4 separate regions of the Mus musculus genome follow, and all the other regions are linked to region 1. A link is a contact called in public HiChIP or PLAC-seq and promoter capture Hi-C data. All regions are on one chromosome and are shown on one strand. Each heading gives the region's core, a stretch centred on a gene start, on an enhancer-like site or on the middle of the called end of the contact. The rest is flanking DNA. Distances are from core to core; before and after follow the strand shown.

Region 1 (3,318 bases), core at 352-2,851:
CCAAACCACAGTTATTCACCATGAACTTGAACACTAACATCCCTGGAAATACATGTAAAGATTCCCGTTTGAAGAACAGCTGAGGAGACAAAGGTTGACAACATTTCTACCCTCAGTCTGGCTCAGCCAGTAAAGTACTTGCTCCCAAACCTGACAAGTTGAATTTGATCCCTGAGCCCCACATGGTGGAAGGGAAGAGAAAGGTCTCCCTAAAGTTGTCTTCTGACCTTCATGCCCATGCTGTGACACGCACAATCAAAATTAATATGCTTTGTTGAGCATGAAGACACAAACCTTTGACCCCAGCACTTGAGAGGCAAAGACAGATTGCTCTCTATGGCTTTGAAGCCAGTCTGGTCTACAAATGGAAACTTTGTCTCAAAAAAATAAACAAAAAAATTTCAAACATATATGAACATTAATTACCACACACGATTTTTAAGGGGACTCTGCCCAAGAGTGTATGTGAGGGGCACAAAGGGTAAGAGAGATGACACATCATCCAGAAATACCAGTTGCTGTCACCAGAGCTGTATGAAAGTCATCTTGAATGTGCCCTGCCTACTGCCCTACAAACTCAGCAACCAATCTCCTACCTCCTTGTGAGCAGCTGAGTTGGATTCCCAGAAGCGCTGCACTTTGCTGAAAGTGACATTTGTACAGTCAGACAAGCCACTCAGAAACGTGCCCGAGGACTTCTCGGTGAAAGCCACCTCTGGATCTTGGTCCATGGTCGTCTCAGGGGCTTGGCTTTTGCCCAGGCTCAGGGTCCCCGACTGCAGCTCATTATGCAACTTCACAGCATCAACAGTCAGGTCGCTCTTTCCTGAGAACCAGAGTAACAAGGTAATGGCCCCATTTCCACCCAAACTTCCTTTAGCTGAAGGAACAGAACCCCTAAGAAACAAACCAGAGGGTTTAGACCCCCCCAATCCCAGCGGCAGGATTCCAAACCAGGCTTGCCTGCACAGCCCTGTGTACGCTTGCAATTTTCAAGGCCAAGAGAAAGGAACCCCAGATCTGTTTCTGCTTCCCTGTACTAAAGGCACAGGGACATCCAGAGCCAGGGTCGTATACTGTACGGAGACACCCGAAGGCTGAAGATGTGGGTTAGTAGTTGAGTGTTTAGTTAGCGTGCACAAAGTCCTGGGTTCGCTCCCTGACACTCCCTCAACATATACATAAATCTAAAGGGGCATCCAAGGGTAGTGACGGCCGTGTCCCTGAGACCGCGGTATCCTAGACAAGTCATTTCCCTTCAGAGGACAATTTCCGCATCTGTCAAACTCGAGGGGCGGGCCTTCACAGTGAGCGCCAGGACTGACATTACAAAGTGGCAGGCCGAATGCCACAAGATGCCGCCCAAGGAGTCCCACGGCCCGGCTACCTGACGGGCGGCTGAAGAAGCGGCTCCGAGCGGCCTGGCGATGGCGGCAAGTGGCGGGGTTGCTGTCGCTGCTGTGGCCTTTCTTCCAGCGCTTCAACTTGGCCGAGACACCAGAGGGCAATTTCCCCGAGCGACCCATGTTGACCAAACGGTGGCTCGCACTCGCCCAGAGAACAAGCGTCCACACACGCCGAAAAGACAGCAGAAGCCACGGCAGAACCCACGTGTGTGTCCTCAGCCGGCTCCGCAGCCCCTTCCTCTGATGTCACTTCCTGTCTCCAATCTGTTACCATGGCAAAACCAATCAACATCCGTTCTGAGGCTTCCTATTTGCTTTGCGATCTTAACGCTGGGGAAGGAGTTCTGGTGTTTCGGATGCTGTGTGGGCTCCTGATGCACCGCCAAGATTCGTGGCCGTGAAGGAAAACCTTGTAAAACGGGAATTTCTTTGGAATTAAAAGACAAATTTATATTACTCTCAAAGAATCAGTTGTTCAGCCGGGCGTGGTGGCGCACACCTTTAATCCCAGCAGAGGCAGGTGGATTTCCGAGTACGAGGCCAGCCTGGTCTACAAAGTGAGTTCCAGGGCAGCCAGGGCTATACAGAGAAACCCTGCCTCGAAAAACAAACAAACAAACAAAAATCGGTTGTTCAAGCGGAGCGGTGGTGTCCGCACGCTTGTAATCCCGGCAAACTGGAAGACTGTCGTGAGTTTAAAGCCAGCCTAGTCTCCACACTGCGAGATGCAAAATCCTGTCTAAAAACAAAAATAACAAAATAAATACATCAGTAATCCCAGCGCCTAGGTAACAGACGTTGGTTGATCTCCGTAATTTCAAGGCCACACTGCTCTAAATATTGAAATAGTGAACTCCAAGACATTCAGGGCTACACAGTGAGAACCTGTCTCAAAAAACAGAAACAAACAAACAAAAAACCCTAATAAAGTTTAAAAAAGAAAACAATAATCAAAAACTATGGATGTATAACAAATGAAAACATCTTGGCCTCACGAGAGATAAAAGCAACAACTAGTGCCCACGACTTGCTTTGCAAATTGAAACCACAACGGAATAACGACAGAAAGGAGCAGTGGTGGTGCCCTGTTGCCAAGAACACAGCCCTGATGTCTCCATGTGCTGCTGTTGGTTGATATGGGCACTTTGGGAAACTAGTACTATTTTTAAAAGATGTATTTCTTAAGTTATGTGTACACCCGTGTGATGGTATGAATTCAGGTGCCTGTGGAGGCCGGAAGCATCAGACCCCCTGGAGCTGGAATTACGAGCAGTTATGAGCTGTCTGAGGGTGCTAGGAGAAACCTGTCTCAGGTCTTCTGCAAGAGCTGTGTGTGAGTACACTATCACTGTCTTCAGACACACCAGAAGAAGGCATCCGATCCCATTACAGATGGTTGTGAGCCACCATGTGGTTGCTGGGAATTGAACTCAGGACCTCTGGAAGAGCAGTCATTGCTCTTAACCACTGAGCCATCTCTCCAGCCCTAGCATGAACTCTTCACTGTTGTTAATTCATCTCTCCAGCCCCTGCTCCCTGTTTGTATTTTGAGGTCTCGTGTGACCTATGTTGGCCTTAAACTCACAGCAATTCTTCTGCCTCTGCTTCGTGAGTGATGGGATTGCAGGCATGAGCCCTAACATCTAGCTTGGTCTAGTAGTATCTAATAAAACATATGTCCACTCTACCCAGCAATTCATTCCTATATATACACCCAACAGAGACGATTACTTACTTGCTAAAAAAGAGATAGTTGAGAACTAGAAGTGACCAAACACCCATCAACAGAATAGGTCAGATTCACTGTGATATAATGATATGTAATGGAATATTTTATCATTTTTAAACAGCAGCTTCTGCATAGTATACACAGAGATCTGCTATGTGCGTGTATGATTCAAATTAAATGGAA
Region 2 (3,435 bases), core at 533-3,032, 220 kb before region 1:
ACATACATCCATCCATCCATCCATACATACATACATACATACATACATACATACATACATCTTTCTGTCTGTTTATCTGTTTTAGGCTGCTGCTGTCTCTCTGTTCCCATCCCTGTCTGTGGTCCATGCCCAGCCTGCTTTTTCTTTACGCACACATGTGTGACAGGCACAGGAAGGGGAGGAACTCTCATGGTTATGCAAGGTTAACTCCCTAAGGAGAGGGGCGCTCAGGCAACTCTTGCCTAGGGGAAGCAGGAGACACAGCAGGACTCTGCAGTGCCTGCTGGCTGAGGAGTAGAATTCATACATGAAAATCAGGAGAAGCCAGCCCCAGGCAGGCGCCACAGCCGTGGCTCTGACAGACTGACAGCTAATTAGAAAGCTCTGCTTGAACCTCACATTGAAAGCCATTTAATAATTAAATGTCTTATCTGTATTTAAAACCCTGTGACAATGTATATTTAGAGTGTGGCCGGAGAACCAATTTTCTCACTTCCAACCCCCTAAAAGACACAATATTTGAATCTTGGCATCTCCCTACATTGACAGTAAGTGGCATTGTGCTGTGTGATTTGACCTGGGAAGTGTGTTCCAGCATCAGGGGACTCTTCCTAGCCCTTGGGCTGAAGTGGCACAGAGACTCCTCCAACTCAAAGACGTGCTTCACAAGTCACTGGGCTGGGGTCTAGCAACCAGGGAGTCAGTGGAACCCCAGCTAGGAAGTGGGGTGCAGGGGACAGTTCTCCTGGGTACAGCTGATAAGTGTGTTGTCTGTAGAGTAGTAAATGATATGGTCATTCGGTCATGAATAACAACAACAACAACAATAAAACAAATAGCAATAAAGCGACACAAACACTAATAAAAGCTAACCTGCTTTTCACAACTATTGTGTGCTGGTAATTTTAGAGAATGTTAGCTGTTAAAATAGTGGACCTACTAAGGAGGCTCTGGTCACCACCTCACCTCCATGCATTGCCTCCCAGGCCTCGGATAGCCCCCCACCCCCACTCCCACCCCCACCCCTATCCTGTGCACATGGCCTGGAAGATCTTAGGCTCTATAGCCTGCTAGAGAGGAAAGCCTGACTGAACAGGGTCTGGAGTAGGCTTGTTTTAAGTGAATGGGTAGGTGCAGTCGGTAGTGCCAGGCACACAGTGTGTCCACCAATGGGAGCAGAACACAGTGAGAGAAGGGAGCTCTGGGTGCCCCAGGGGTCTGTACATGCTCCCACTGGCTACCATGTCCTCAGCGGTGAGGCAGGGCTCCAGGGAGGGCCTGGCTGGGAAATGCCCGTTAGAATCAGCTTCTCTTCTGGGACCACGTAGGGTGTTGCTCTCTCTAGAGCCCAAGCCACCTCCTGGGCAGCCAAAGGTTGCTTCCATCTCCCTTCCTAGATGGAAGGCTCCTCATTTCTCTTGCTACCCAGAATACTTAATTGCACCTCAGAAATGAAAAACATATTCAAGGAAATAAGACCCAGAAGGGAATTTAACTATGGCCTGGTTCACCTTTCTCTTTTGGAAAATGCGCAGAACCCAGAGTGGTCAAGTGACGTTCCTCGTCTCATCCAGCTCACGAGGCAGTATTCTTTCCATGCCCCACTAGCCACGTCTCCAGAAAGAGGCAGACATCACAGATGGGAAGTTGGGAGTTCCGCTCCTACTTGGGAGCCACCACACTCCCATTCTCAGATTCTAACAGTAACAGAACTGATGTCTGGGCTGACAGTGAACAGTGATGTCATTGTCTCAGTACCAGGAAGCACCGGCCTTGGGATGGGCTGAGTTTGCATTTCTGGGGTGCTGAGTCACAGCTAGTGGCTCTCCCCCTGTCTGATCACAGTGAGAGGTAGCCCAGTCAGGATTTAGTTAAGAGAACATTAGGACTGGGGACACACTGTAAGAGACTCAGATAACATCCTGTGCGCAAGCTCCTCCCCTCTGCCCAACCACTGTCACTCAAAGGGAGAGAAAGCAGGCCAGTATGTCAGCATTTACTGGACAGCTGAAACGGGGGTCCTGGGCCTGCAGTATAAGAATTCCAGGGGACACGGTACACAGGAAAGTTCTAGGGCACTGTGGAGACAGCCAAAGGGTGACCAAGGACGCAGGACAATCCAGATCAATGAGTTGTATACAGTCACTGACATTCATGCTTGGATGTGCATAACTCATACACACATTCAAATATATGCGCTCCCTGATACATGTGTGTCAATGTACATACTTACCCAGATGTGAGTGGAAATGTTTGTATACAGGTGAATGCACTCATTCACACATAGATGTGCGTGTACGTGTTCACTCAAAGACCCATCTGAACGCAAAGGCTCATTCATACACACGGTCACTTACACACAGTTGATTATGTGTGCTCATATATACATGTAAAGAGACATGCTCTGACATACATATGCAAATGTACACATTCACACATACATATGAATGTGTATTCTCACTCAAAGCCCTCAGTGAAACGCCTCTACCTGCTGAAGTCTCCCGGACCCTTCAGTTATGGGTTCAAAGCCCTATCACCTGCTGGCTGTCACCAGCAGGGGCCACTTCAGCTCAGTTCTCCCCAGACCCACACTTGATCCTCTTTGCTTCACCCGTGTAGCTGCTCTGGTGCCTTCTCAGGTCCTACCATTGTCACAGACCATCTAGAGACCATCTCTACACAAACGCTGCCTCCACAGCCCAGAGCCATGGGATGCCTCAACTGTTAGCCAAAAACATGGAGGCATCTCATCTAGACATCTGGTCATGTCCAAGCTCTTGCCCATGGAGAAACAGTGCCTGTCACTCATAAAGGGGCTCAGAATTAAAATGAAACAGACCCCAGGGCTCTCTCTGCAAAGCCAGTGCTTTGGGTCAGACTCAGCTGTTCACAGGCTGTGGCGTGAGGAGAGCGGGCGTGTAAATCACCAGTCTACAGAGAACACACTGCTGAGTGCTGGCTCGCTCGCTCACTCCCACACAATTTCCTGGCGGAGGCAGAAGAGACAAGATGGAACAGGGGTCAGACTCTTTCAGTTGACTGACCAATCAGAGGCAGATAAATCACAGGACGTGGAGCATCTGCGGAGGGAGCATCTTGCATGAGGAGCTCTGGATGAACCAGACAAAGACATAGGAACCACAATTCCCACAGGCTTTTTGGAAGCTCTGCTCTCTCTCTCTCTCTCTCTCTCTCTCTCTCTCTCTCTCTGTGTGTGTGTGTGGGGGGGGGCAGGCTTGTCCCCAAGCGTCCCTGCCCAGTACCACTTCACCAGCATCCGGCAAGCTGGCCGGACGGATTCTGGTCTAGAGACTTTTGCTAAGAGCAGGACCAAGAGAGTGAGGAAAGCAGAAAGCCAGCATCACAAAAGCAGACACCCAGGGAGACAGACGCCGTTGATGTCACTGCGCGAGGGTGCTCCTAGGTTTGGTTTGT
Region 3 (3,423 bases), core at 602-3,101, 130 kb before region 1:
TGCTAAGTCCTAAAAAGTTATTAGTTATGGTCCAGCAAGATGGCTCAGCAGGTCAAGGTGCTTGCTGCCAAGGCTGACGACCTATAGTCACTCCCCATTCACAGGGTAGAAGGAGAGAATTGACTTCACCAGGCTGTCCTCTGGACATCCACATACATGTCAAGGTGTGTGTGCATGCATACGCACGAGCACACACGCATGTGCGTACACACACACACACATAAAGAAATGTAATTTGAAAACTGGTAGTTACTACATACAAGATATCAGGTTTCATTGTGACATTTACACACATACATATCTTTATACTGTTTATGCTCGCCCGCCCTCACCCCCTCCCTCACTCCCCACCCCCCCATCAGTGACCTCAGTTGGTCCCTTTGCTCCTCTAAAACCACTCCCCTTCTGTTCGCTACTATTACATCTTAGTGCCTAAGCTTTAAATGTGCACATTAACTTGTTGTTAAAGATGTATTTATCATACATAAGTACACTGCAGCTGACTTCAGACACATCAGATCCTATCACAGATGGTTGTGAGTCACCATGTGGTTGCTGGGAATTGAACTCAGGACCTTCGTAAGAGCAGTCAGTGCTCTTACTCACTGAGCCATCTCACCAGCCCAACTTGTTGCCTTTTAACAGAGTGTCCTCTACATGGGCATTAGCCTGTAGGACAGGAGGAAACAGGTGTGTTATTCTAGACTAAGGAGTGTTTATCTGTGTGTGTGTGTGTGTGTGTGTGTGTGTGTGTGAGAGAGAGAGAGAGAGAGAGAGAGAGAAAGAGAGAGAGAGAGAGAGAGGACAATTTTTAGGACTGAGTCCCCTCCTTCCACCTGGTATGACAACTCATCTGGTCTAGGCAGAATTTTTAATTGTGTGGGATATATCCAACTCGGTTCACTTCTGTCTAAAATAAGCCAAAGACAGGACGATTTCAGGGCTTCCTCCACCCTTTCTACAGCTTACTGTCTAATGCGTTGAGTGAAAGGTCGCTTCCGCCACCTAGTGGCCAAAATGGTGATTACAGACACACTGGACCACTTTATGCCTGAAGGCTACATGTAGTTAGTCCGTTGAGTAAACACTAGAAATTAAATATGGGCTTTCTGACTTGAGATATAATGTCTGTGAAGATGTATGCTATATCTTGAAGACTCGGTGTGGAAAAAAAGTTAAAATATCCCACACTTTTTTCTGCTGACTTTTGACAATGGGAGGTGGAGGAAGTATGGGGGCCATAAGCGAGGAAGGGAAGGAGGGAAGGAGGAAGGGAGGGAGGGAGGCAGCTGAACGAGACCTCTAACCTCTTCCTTCCATGAGTCAGGTCACATGACACACACAGAGCATCCATAGACTGGAAGCACTCTGAAAGCCCATCAGGATCTCTCTAGCTTACTGTGTACACAGAGGCTGGACACCGGCACCCTGCTCGAACAAGATCCACTCTCCCCCCCCCTTGAGACAGGGCTCTCCCGAAGCCTGGAACACACCAGCAAGATCCACCTGTTGGCCCATCCTGCCTCAGCACTGTGATTACAGGTCCCCAAGTCCACAGTGGCTTTGACATGGGAGCAGGGGACCTGAACTCAGTGTCTGATGCTTGCTCAGTAAGCATGCTTGCCCACCGGCCCTCTCCCCCACCCACCCCCACTTCCATCTGCTCCTCTGATACTTACATTTACGGTGATTACATTTGTGACTCCTTTTTTAACATTAGATATCATGTTTGTAATATATGCAGTTATGTTCCATGGATGTTTCAGACAAGAGACTGCATACTACAGTGGTCCCAGAGTGTCCCAGAGCTGAAACTGCCACGGACTAGGGAAGTCATAACTGTTAGCCACCCAGTGGTATGTTATGAAATCACTGATGATTCTGGAGGAAAACAATCTACTTTGCCACAAGCCTTATGAAAGGGTAACCCACAACAACTATGAACAGTACACACATTCATTATGAGGGACTGCTCAGCACGCCATACTTTTTATCATTATTTTTTTAAAAGATTTATTTATTATATGTAAGTACACTATAGCTGTCTTCAGACACCCCAGAAGAGGGCATCAGATTTCATTACATGTGGTTGTGAGCCACCATGTGGTTGCTATTTGAACTCATGACCTTCAGAAGAGCAGCCGACGCTCTTAACCGCTGAGCCATCTCTCCAGCCTTTCTTATCATTATTTTAGGGACGAGGACTCTACTATTAAAACAAAACAAAAACCTTTCTGTAAAGCAGCATGGCCCACCATGCCAGGAGCATCCTCATACTCGATTTCCTGTGTCTCCTGGGGCCACATATGTCAGTACACTCTATGATGGCACACAACAGCAAAACTGTATAATGGTGCACTGCTCAGAATGAATTCTTATTTTGGTTTTAGTTTGTTTGGCCTTGTTTTGTTTGTTTGTTTGTTTGTTTTGTTTTGTTTTTTTCTGATACGGGGTTTCTCTGTGTAGCCTTGGCTGTCCTGGAACTACCTCTGTACACCAGACTGGCCTCGAACTCACAAAGATTAGTCAGCCTCTGCCTCCCCACCACCCAGCTCTTAGAATGTATTCTTGTCAATAAACAATGCACACCTATTTCATATTACACTTTTATCTCAGGCTATTTCTGCCCCCTCTGAGCCACTGCCATAGATTCTGATCATAAAATGTGATAACGTCAACTGTCTCGAGGACAGATGTGTCCAGAGTGCCCCAGCTGTGCCCATGTGGATACCTGAAGTCTTCCAAGTTCCTCTGCACTAGCTCTTTCAGCACACTGGCCCTGGACTCGTCACTCACTAGCTCTTTCAGCACACTCCTCTGGCCTATGATGGCTTCCTTTCTTTCTCTTCTGCCCACAGATTTGGTTTGACTGAATTCATTGTTCCTTAATATCAAGCCACAAAGCATAAAAACAACCTAAAAGGGAGTTGGGTGTCCTTTGTAAAACAGAGCCTGTTGGGGGCACATAGCCCAAGAGCTACTTCCACTCAATATGGAATAACTCAGAGCAAGTCAGCAACTTAGACAACCTGCACTCCTCAAGGAGTGGGGCCACCTACCCTGGGGCTCAAAGCTGTTGTTTTAGTTGTGGTTGTTTTGGTTTTTGAGACAAGATCTCTCTAAACAGCCCTAGCCTCCCTGGAACTCCATATGTATAGAGCAGGCTGGCCTTGAACTCACATAGATCCACTGCCTCTGCTTCCCAAGTGCTAAGATTAAAGATGTTATGCTACCATGCCCAGCCTCGGCCTTGTTTTGTTTTGAAAGAATCTTGTTTATGTCTAGGCTGGCCTCAACTCGTCCCTAGTATTCTGCCTCCCACGTACTAGGATTAGAGATGTGTGCTACCTCATCTAAGTAAATTTCCATCAGCCAAAGCCTCACTCATCCTGAACCCACCCACATCCCCTCCCTCCATTAGAA
Region 4 (3,195 bases), core at 506-3,005, 150 kb before region 1:
GAGTTATCAAAATATGTATACCTTTTCTGACGCTCACTGTAGTCACCCAGGAGTGTGGAAAGAAAGAGGAGCATGGTTTCAAAGAAGCCACTAACCTTCCCCAAAGTATCAAAAAAAAAAAAAAATCCCCTGGTACAGTCACCTCTGAAAGTGTACAAAGGCCCTGTGTGTGACTAAAAATCCACTCGCACGACCCGCAGACCCCCCGGACTCACACTGCCGTGGTATCCTTAGGTGCCGGAATTTCACACCGACCACATTTGGCAGGAAAAGAGAAAATGTATCACACACGCTCCACCGTGCTCATGAGGCAGGTCTGGAAAGGGTGGAGTTACCTCAAAATCCAGAAGTACAAGAGAACAAGAGGGAAGGAAGGGTGGTTTTTATGACTTGTCACTGTCAATGTCTCCAACCTTATGTCCCAGTCCGAGCTCCTGGCCTCTAGTATCATCCCTGAGCTCGCAGTCCAGGACTCCTCTCACCCTGTAAGGGTTCCGATGTCATATTCCCCAAAACCCAAACCAAAGGCCCTCGGGTCCCATTGTCTGTCTGCCTGGGCTCAGGATGAAGACTGAAGGAGAGGGTAGGTTGCTTACACCTTCAAGGGAAGACTTATCCAGGCTCTGGGACCAAACAATGGGTAGAATAGGTGCTCAGAAACTTCTGGTCCGTGGCAGCGAGCCCTCAGAGCCCAAATCCACCTGCCCACTCAGAACCCAGCAAACCCCATGTGTCCAAAAGGAGACACCGTGCCTGGAGTCTGTGGGAAGCTGTTCTCCTAGGTGCCAGGAAGGCTCCAGGTACCCTAGAGGAATAAAGTGCTGTACAGTGGGAAGGACCTGTCACAGCGGAGAGCAGAGATCGCAAGGGGCAGGTGTGAGGAAGGGCTGAGGATGCTTCCAGGGCCCTTTGAATCTGGCACCTGCAAATGCGCTCCTGGTTTCTGGTTTCCTAAAAACCTACCAAGGCACTGACTCCTCTACTGGCGACGGAGCCCAACGGTCTAGCGCCCCCCACCCGATTCCGGTCCCTCTGATCCGTCAGGGTGGGAGAGCAACCAGGGGTCGAGGGGGTGGAGGGACTCCCAGTGGACGGGCGGATCCGTACTCACAGGCGCTCGGTGTTCCGTGGGATGTTCTTGGGGATGGCCTGCAAACCCGTGCCGTGGCAGTCCACCGTAGTGCCGGTGCAGGTGCAGAGGGCGGGGCACGCCGTGGCCCCCAGGCGCCACGCGGCTGCCCACAGCAGCAGCCACAGCTCCGGTCGGCTCAACCCCGAAGAGGACCCGCGCTGGGGCGTTAGCGCCATGGTGCCTTCGCCGTGTCCCGTTCGCGTGCCAGACGGCCGCAGCCGCTGACCATCCCCGTCCGGGGCTAGCTCCAGGTGCTATCCCCACCGAAGGACCGAAGAGCCGGTGGAATCGTGCGATGCGCCCTTGCGGATCGAGTGGTACCTAGATGCTCCCAGCGACAGCGTCTGTGCGTAGACCCAGGAAAGGCGTCTTAAGCGGAGGGCGCTCAGCTCCTCTCCCAGTGCTCGCTGCCGGCGTCTCCCTCTCCCTCCAGCTCCCAACTGACTGCTGTGAGGAGGAAAATGGGCAGGCCCCGCGCGCGCGCACACACACACACCTCGCGCGCGCGCGCACACACACACACACACATACACACTCACACCCGCACGCTCGCTCACACCCGGCAGTCATCCATCAATCGAAAAGCACACTTCCAGGGCCAGACTCCTTCCCGCCCTCCCCCCCAAGCACGGACCACCGCCCGCCTCCTCCCCACCACTTCTCTGCTGCTACAGAGGTCCAGCCGCTGGCATACAGTTTCAAAGGTGCAACCTCCCAGGCGCCAAGGGCTGCGGGGGCCCGGGGAAGGGGGCTTACAGACTGGACCTGCTCTGTAAGCTACACACACACACACACACACACACACACACACTGCAATGATGTGTACATTTAGACCAGTCACTTCAGTACCCTCAGCTACTAGGGCAGAGGAGCAAAAAGATTTTTTTTCCCTACACCTTCCCTTCCCTGGGACCACAGACTTCCCCAATGGCTGAAGAGGTCACCGGGCCCCACCAACTTCCTTTGTCAACTGTTGGTGAGGCTTCTTGTACCAGATGGCCTCTCCAAGCTGTCTTTCCTTGCCCAGCCTGGGACCTTGAGGGAAGAGACTTGAGAGAATATAAAAGCCTCAGGCCAGGTTAGTCTTCTCCCTCAACACATACTCTCCCTAAAGGCAGAACCCAACCTCTTCCGGGAACAGAAGCCAGCCAGCTGGGATGACAGGAGTCCTGACAGGACTTTGTAAGTCCGGAGGGGAGGTGTTTTCTACACAAGCCTCTCTACTGGTATACCAATAGGAAGCCACCTTGGAAATCCAGCAACTAGCCTCTCCACATCTGGCAGGTGGAAACAGAAGAAAAGGAATATTTGGTCCTCTCAAAAGGCCAGAGTGGAGAGAACACAGAACCTGTTTAGAAGAAAAAAACACCACCCAGTCAACTGGTACCTGAATAGGACCTCGGGCCTCACAGCCCCATGGGCAAGGAATTTTCTTATTCTGACAGAGTTGGGGATGTGGGTGTGAATAGGAAATCCAGTGAGGGACAGAATTCCCTCCAACCCCAGAAAAGAAAGCACCTCCCCCAAAACGGACAGCTGTGGCTCTCTGGGTCTCTAAAGAGCTGAGCTCCGGATGTGAGGGAGATCTGGCTGAGACATCTGTCATCCCATTGATCAACAGGGTTGATCTGGTGATCTGAGTGTCACTGTGGGTGTCCCCTTCCTCCTATTCCACACCATGTGCATCCCTTCCAAAGCTTTGCACTCAAAGAGAAGGACTTCCCCCCCCCCCCCCCCCCCCCCGATAAAGATGGCTCTGTCGAGCATTCCTCTGTTGGAAACTCCACGCAAGCTTTGGAGTTCGTGTTGAGCTGAGCTCCGGGAGTCAGGGCCCTATGTGCAGATAACAACTGGGCATCAGAAGTAGCTCAGATGGTCAAGAGTCAAAAGCCCCCCTAGTGGAGCTACTGCAGGGTCCCCCTTCTTGGGGGGAGGGGGGAGCAGAACCTAAGCCCAGCAATGACGGCAGTTTGTCACAGTGGTGAGATACTGAAGTCACCACACGATTAGAGGCGTGGGACTCACCTGGAACCATTGGATGCTTGGTTGTTTTCCCTCTGGAT

Evidence for each region. Promoter capture Hi-C pulls out the DNA fragments that hold promoters and counts their contacts. HiChIP or PLAC-seq counts read pairs in DNA pulled down with a chosen protein or histone mark.
Region 2: a FOXA1 HiChIP or PLAC-seq map of pancreatic cancer cells shows a contact between it and region 1. The contact joins the enhancer-like site here to the promoter of Rrp12 in region 1. A contact is called at or near these places in 1 of 39 promoter capture datasets (liver), 3 of 484 Hi-C or Micro-C datasets (B cells, the C2C12 cell line and bone marrow-derived macrophages) and 2 of 115 datasets of contacts at active chromatin or transcription factors (embryonic limb bud and pancreatic cancer cells).
Region 3: a contact with region 1 is called in a promoter capture Hi-C map of macrophages, with 5 read pairs. The contact joins the enhancer-like site here to the promoter of Rrp12 in region 1. A contact is called at or near these places in 3 of 39 promoter capture datasets (hippocampal neurons, macrophages and pre-B cells), 1 of 484 Hi-C or Micro-C datasets (nephron progenitors) and 1 of 115 datasets of contacts at active chromatin or transcription factors (pancreatic cancer cells).
Region 4: a contact with region 1 is called in an H3K4me3 HiChIP or PLAC-seq map of embryonic stem cells, with 10 read pairs. The contact joins the promoter of Slit1 here to the promoter of Rrp12 in region 1. A contact is called at or near these places in 2 of 39 promoter capture datasets (hippocampal neurons and pre-B cells) and 1 of 115 datasets of contacts at active chromatin or transcription factors (embryonic stem cells).

Annotation. Positions count from the first base shown.
Region 1 is chr19:41,894,552-41,897,869 of GRCm38.p6, forward strand. It overlaps Rrp12 (ribosomal RNA processing 12 homolog (S. cerevisiae)), which reads right to left and starts at 1,602. Exons shown (of 34, transcript NM_199447.2): 1 at 1,388-1,602; 2 at 597-826. The coding sequence starts at 1,526.
Region 2 is chr19:41,672,774-41,676,208 of GRCm38.p6, forward strand. All of the region lies in intron 4 of Slit1 (slit guidance ligand 1), which reads right to left. Among named protein-coding and RNA genes, the nearest start is that of Gm34116, 17 kb to the right of the region's middle. Within about 2 kb of position 1,783, at least 40 of the 459 cell types and tissues checked have an H3K27ac peak or open chromatin away from gene starts, as enhancers often do. A contact at or near this core is called in the C2C12 cell line, bone marrow-derived macrophages and pancreatic cancer cells, where this site is marked.
Region 3 is chr19:41,763,065-41,766,487 of GRCm38.p6, forward strand. No RefSeq gene overlaps it. Among named protein-coding and RNA genes, the nearest start is that of Gm19424, 18 kb to the left of the region's middle. Within about 2 kb of position 1,852, at least 10 of the 459 cell types and tissues checked have an H3K27ac peak or open chromatin away from gene starts, as enhancers often do. A contact at or near this core is called in macrophages, where this site is marked.
Region 4 is chr19:41,742,101-41,745,295 of GRCm38.p6, forward strand. Slit1 (slit guidance ligand 1) reads right to left here and starts at 1,756. Exons shown (of 37, transcript NM_015748.3): 1 at 1,112-1,756. The coding sequence starts at 1,308.